Linked DNA regions of Sus scrofa: region 1 is linked to region 2. Evidence: chromatin contacts called from public Hi-C data. All regions are on one chromosome and are shown on one strand. Each heading gives the region's core, a stretch centred on a gene start, on an enhancer-like site or on the middle of the called end of the contact. The rest is flanking DNA. Distances are from core to core; before and after follow the strand shown.

Region 1 (2,700 bases), core at 139-2,638, 110 kb after region 2:
TACCTATATTTCCCAAGCAATTAAAGAAAGAAAATTAATATACCTAGGCATTTATCATCCTTCATTGAATTGATGATTCTTTGGTGACTTTAATTATAAGTGAAATTAATGCATACAGAGTATAACAGTAAAGTCCTTTATTTATTTGCTGGTTTGCAAAGGGCTTCATCTCATAGCTAGAATATTTTTCTCATTGAAAAATGAGTAAAATAGATTCTTTATCCTAAATTATCTCCTCAGATAGGCCCAAATTATTCAATAATTCTTTAGTACTCACAGCTGGGCATTTTCTATCTGCTCTGATTCTTACCACTGGCCAAACCTTCTTGGATAGTTAGCAATTTACCATGTGAATGAGTGGACATCTCTGTAAGAAAAAATATATATAGGTCAAGTGACAATAATTAGCTAAATTTTTATAAAGGGACAAAATTGTTATTTTTTTAAGATGAAATAACATAATTTTATTTTGCTTTATTGAGTAGCAGGAGGGAGGAGCTGAAATCAATTTGGGCTAAAGGCCAATCGATAGCACTCCAGCACTTTACACATGGCCCAAATCCATTTTATTAATCCCCTCTGGGAGTAAATCCCTAATTCCAAATTAGGTCTCCAAATTCTTTTTAATTCTTCAGTTTCTCCTAGCTCACCTGGGTAGATATTTACCCCAGACTCCTCTTTCCGTTTTTGTTTTCTTTTGCTTTTCATGTGCCATTCTTGTGATGAATATTTGAACATCCATGCAATGCTTACATAACCTTAAGTGCCAAGCTTCTCAGAGAGAGCTGAGGCAGCCAAGCAGAACATATCACGAACAAGGAGGGGGAAGTGCTACTATGATGATTTACCCAGAGGACTCGCCCTACATGAATGTTGCATAAATTAAATTCCATTCATCATCCTGGTTGTCTTTGTCAAAGCTATCTCTGCCTTTTGTAAACAGCAGCAGGGTTCTGTAGCCCTGGAATAGTAGGGAAAGCAGAAGAGAAAGGACAATATATGCACTTCCAGAGGGCATGCCGAAAATCATTTCTTGGTGACATTAGTGAAAAAAGATCATTGCACCAGAGAGACTTGTTCCAGCATGAGGAAACATTTTGCAGGAGAGTGGATGAAAGATGTGATGAACGAAGATGGCATTATTAAAGAGGGGCTCCTGAAATCAACCTATTCATTACAGAGAGTGCTAACTTAAACAGACTCATGTGACAAATTTATCCTTGTCACCATTGTCTTACCCAGCACTTCATCAATCTTACTTCATTCTTAAAATCTTTTCTGTAGAGTGAGCGTATCCTGAATAAAACATTCATGCCATAGCACCAGGTAGCTACCCATAAAAGGAGTCACGTGACTAATTGTTGGCAACAAATATTAGAATGTTCTTGCTGTTTGCCAATCAGGAGCTACCTCTGGGCAATTGATTTCCTTGGGTTCAGTGCAGGTTTATTTGTGTATCTTCAAACTGCGTCATCAGAAACTGTGGGCTCTGGATCTGTAAAAGATTAGCATTCCTGACAGAGAGGCAATCAATAACAGCAGGAAAATTCTGCTGCATGCTTTAGAGGCACAATATCTTGTTGTTTATTCACCATTATTTATGCTTCTCACTTACTGAATTTGTGTTATGAGGAAGAGATTCAACTTGATGAAATAAATACAGCTCTAGATTAAATGCCTAATTTGTGAAGCCCAACTTCTAAAAGCTTCTCTTTTCCTTACTAATTAAGCTTCATTTAATCACAATCTTGGATTACTCCTAATTATAACAGGCTCTTGTAATTAATTTTCTTATTTTTACCACTCAAAAAAATATAAAATAAGGACTAAGTCAAAGGAAAAATTCCCTTCAAGCACCAGTATTTTTATAATGAAAATATTTTAAATTTTAGAAGAGATATTTAAGTCCCAAAGGAGAGTAGCCATAATTGCACACCACTACTAAAAAGTGTCCTCTCAATGCAAAAAAAATAGCACTGACAGGGGAACTCTTGTATTATAAGCACCTGCCATAAGCTGATCTCTGAGCATCAAGCACTACTATTAAGCAGTTTGACACCTACAAAATTCTGAAAACACCTCGAAACAACATGCCCAATACAAAATTCAAGGTCTTCTCCAAATGATTCCTTCCTCTATTTGCTTCATCATCTATCCAGCTCCACCAGCCATGTACAGCATCTTTCTTTTCTCTCATGTGTACACATGCATAGTAAAAATAGCCTCCTAACTGGTTTTCCTGAATTTTCCCTTTCCAGCCTACTATCTAATCTCCACAATACAGCAATACTGATCTTTTCAAAATACAAACCTCAAATCATCCTTTAAATATTTACCCACTGGTATCTTAGGCTCCAAGCCAAGAGGACAGGGACAAGGACTCAGAAGTCAGGATCCAGGACCAAAGGAGCAACAAGTCAAATAAGAATATATATTCAACATGGAAAACAAACTCATGGTTACCAAAATGGACAGTAGTGGGCAGGCGAATGGCAGGGTCAAGGAGGAGATAAACTAGGACCACACTACTCGATATAAAATAGATAAACAACAAAGACCTACTGTATAGCACAAGGAACTCCACTCAACTTCTTGTAATAACCTATAATGGAAAATAACCTGAAAAAGAATGTATGTGTAACTGAATCACTTTGCCATACACTTGAAACTAACACAATATTGTAAATTAACCATGCTTCA
Region 2 (2,767 bases), core at 247-2,746:
TTATGCAATGGCAAGGGAGAATTGTCAACAATTAGCTCCTGGAAAGTGGCCAATCTATCCACATTAAACCAATGTTTGCCCAGCAGAGTTTGCTAGGCTAGGTTATTAACAAAAATGAATAAGAGAGTGAGATTGTTGCTATGAAGTATTACAGGGACCCATCAACATGGGGTGGTTGGAAGGATTTCTCTGAGTCACCTGGACACGGCCTCAAATGCACAGGAAAAGGAGCACCTGCTAAGAAAGCCCAGCAACATACCAGTCTGAATGTAAGCAATCAGAAATGGGTTTTCTCTTTTTGATCAAAGGAAACACACAGATAAAATGGCGGCATTTTGTGAGTACATCATCAGGTGTAATGAAGGATGATGGAGGCCAGAATCCAAATATTCAAATATCACAGAAAACTAGTACACATGTATTTACCTTCTTGGCCAGAGACTCAGACTATGTGTCTGGATTTAAAGTAATAAAAAGAGTGTGCGGGTTATTTAAGGCTGTAGGGCCAAACAGACCTGAGTTCGAATTCTAGTTCTGCTATTTACAAACTATTAGAAAAGAATATTTTGAACTCAAGCTTCATGATTGGTAAGTTGATCCTTCATATCAAGCTCCCATACCAAGGATCAAACCCTCGCCATAGCAGCAACCCAAGCTGCTGAAGTGACAATGCCAGATACTTAACTTGCTGTGGCACAAGGGAACTCCTGTTGTACCTCATTTATCAGTTGTGAGAGGAAAACAATATCCATAAAGATACATCACTGAAAAAAATAAGAGTTCCCTTTTTTTGGAAACATATATATCACTGTTTCTATTCCTGGAAGTACTTATTTAACTACTATTTATGTTATTGTGGTCACACATATATATGGTTTCTAGATTGAACAAAAGTTAAAAAAAAAAACAAGATTCCCAGTTAAATTTTAATTTCACATAAGTAATGAATAATCTCTTGGCATAAATATGCCCCATGTAATATTTGGCCTATACTTATTCTTTAAAAAAATCCATTATTTTTCTGAAATTCAAGTTTATCTGGGCATCCTATATTTTAATGGCAACCCAATTCATACATTATGCGACTAAGAAACCTCATTTATCTGTGACTTAGTTAACACCTTACTGGTAAATAAGAGATCAAAGTTAGTCAAACTAAATGGACACATTAAAATTTCTTTTTATTTATCTTACTTAAATATTCCTTAAATCTTGACTCAGTATCTATGTACTTTAATTTCAGATCTAAAAATTTCACATTCTGATTAAGAGATGCTTGTCTTGGTGAGTTGTATCTATAAAAAAGATCAGAGTCTATTGTGGAAAAGCTCCAGGCCTTCCAAAGGAGCATTAGCACAAACTGCAGGCTACAAGAAGTACTCCCAGTCAGGCCTGTCTGCCCCATGCCTCTGTGCTTTATCTTCTGCTTGGCTCCTGTCAGCTTGTGACCCCAGACTGAGTCGTGGACTTTGGCTTTCCCATGGGTATCTCTGTGCTACCCTAATATCTGGCCCCAGTCACGTCCCTGATTCTGTTTCAACTGCATGCACTGTGCTTTGGAAGGTTGTCCATGTTTTGTCAGCATGTCCACCCCTGTTTTGTTCCTGGCTTGACTTTGCACCCTCATCTCAGTGCCAATATCTTGCACAAGCCCATTCTGCTATGTTACCAATACAGGAACTGTTTGCCAAACCCCAGCAGATTAGACTCTACAGAGGAGTGGAAGAGCCAGATATAACAGGAACACTGATAGCAGGGAGAAATGATGGTTAGCCACCTGACAGCAGTGATAGGCTAGAATAACAGTGTAGCATTGGTTGAAAACTTACTGCCTGCCAGTCATGGTGTCAGATGCTTAGCTACACTGTCTCCTTTCATCCTCTTCAAAGCAGGCAATACTATGCCCATTTTACAGATGAAGAAAGTGAGATCACACTGCAGGTATGTATCAGAGCTGGAAATGAATACATCTCTCTAACTCTGCAAACCAGAGGCTTTCTACAACAAAAGCATATGTGCTCAGTAAAAGAGGGCATAGAAAAGAAAAATGCAGGTGTCATGAACCCAAAAAGCATTATAGTCTTGGGCCACTGAATACAGGTACAAATGGTGACTGTTTGTGCCTATATTCAGTGTCTAAAGAGAACAATATTACAATGTATATGTCACACACACTTATATGCATTGTAGTATTGTGATCTTAAGCCCAGATGACCCCACCATTGTTATAACACAGGTCAACTCAATATTTAATTTTAGAGGGTAAAAGTCACCACAAAGACTTAAACTATTCAGAGAAACAATGCAGGGAGGTGATGAGACGAGTTTGGGAGAGGGGTGGTCAGAATACCTGTTTTAATCCTGGCTTCATTCCTTCTTACTAGTTATGAGAACTTGACCAACTTCCCTGGCTTCTTTAAACCTTTACCATCTTTGGTAAAATAATGGTAAACGTATTACCTCATAGGTTGGGAGTGGGAATTACATGACCATGCAAGGGGTATGCTTAGTTCAGTGAAAGACAAATCATGATCACCAAAAAATGTTAGCTTAAAACAACAGTAGGAAATACACAATATGTTTTATATTTTTGTCCAAAAGAGAAAAAAAAAAAAAAAAAAAAAAGGAAAGCTGTTTTTAAAGAGGTATCCTTAGCTAACTGGAAGAGTCAGTTCTTCTGAATAATTCATGTCCTAAGGCCCCCTAAACACAGCTGTATACAGGTGACCCTTAAATAATACAGGGGTTACAAGCCCCCACCCATAGC

What was found. A called contact is a pair of places that touch in the nucleus more often than the background predicts.
Region 1: a contact with region 2 is called in a Hi-C map of liver, with 2.4 times the contacts expected there. The contact joins two enhancer-like sites. A contact is called at or near these places in 1 of 5 promoter capture datasets (liver) and 6 of 47 Hi-C or Micro-C datasets (fetal liver, heart right ventricle, liver and 1 more).

The regions. Positions count from the first base shown.
Region 1 is chr5:53,171,588-53,174,287 of Sscrofa11.1, forward strand. No RefSeq gene overlaps it. Among named protein-coding and RNA genes, the nearest start is that of PDE3A, 440 kb to the left of the region's middle. Within about 2 kb of position 1,389, at least 8 of the 83 cell types and tissues checked have an H3K27ac peak or open chromatin away from gene starts, as enhancers often do. A contact at or near this core is called in liver, where this site is marked.
Region 2 is chr5:53,060,220-53,062,986 of Sscrofa11.1, forward strand. No RefSeq gene overlaps it. Among named protein-coding and RNA genes, the nearest start is that of PDE3A, 320 kb to the left of the region's middle. Within about 2 kb of position 1,497, at least 5 of the 83 cell types and tissues checked have an H3K27ac peak or open chromatin away from gene starts, as enhancers often do. A contact at or near this core is called in liver, where this site is marked.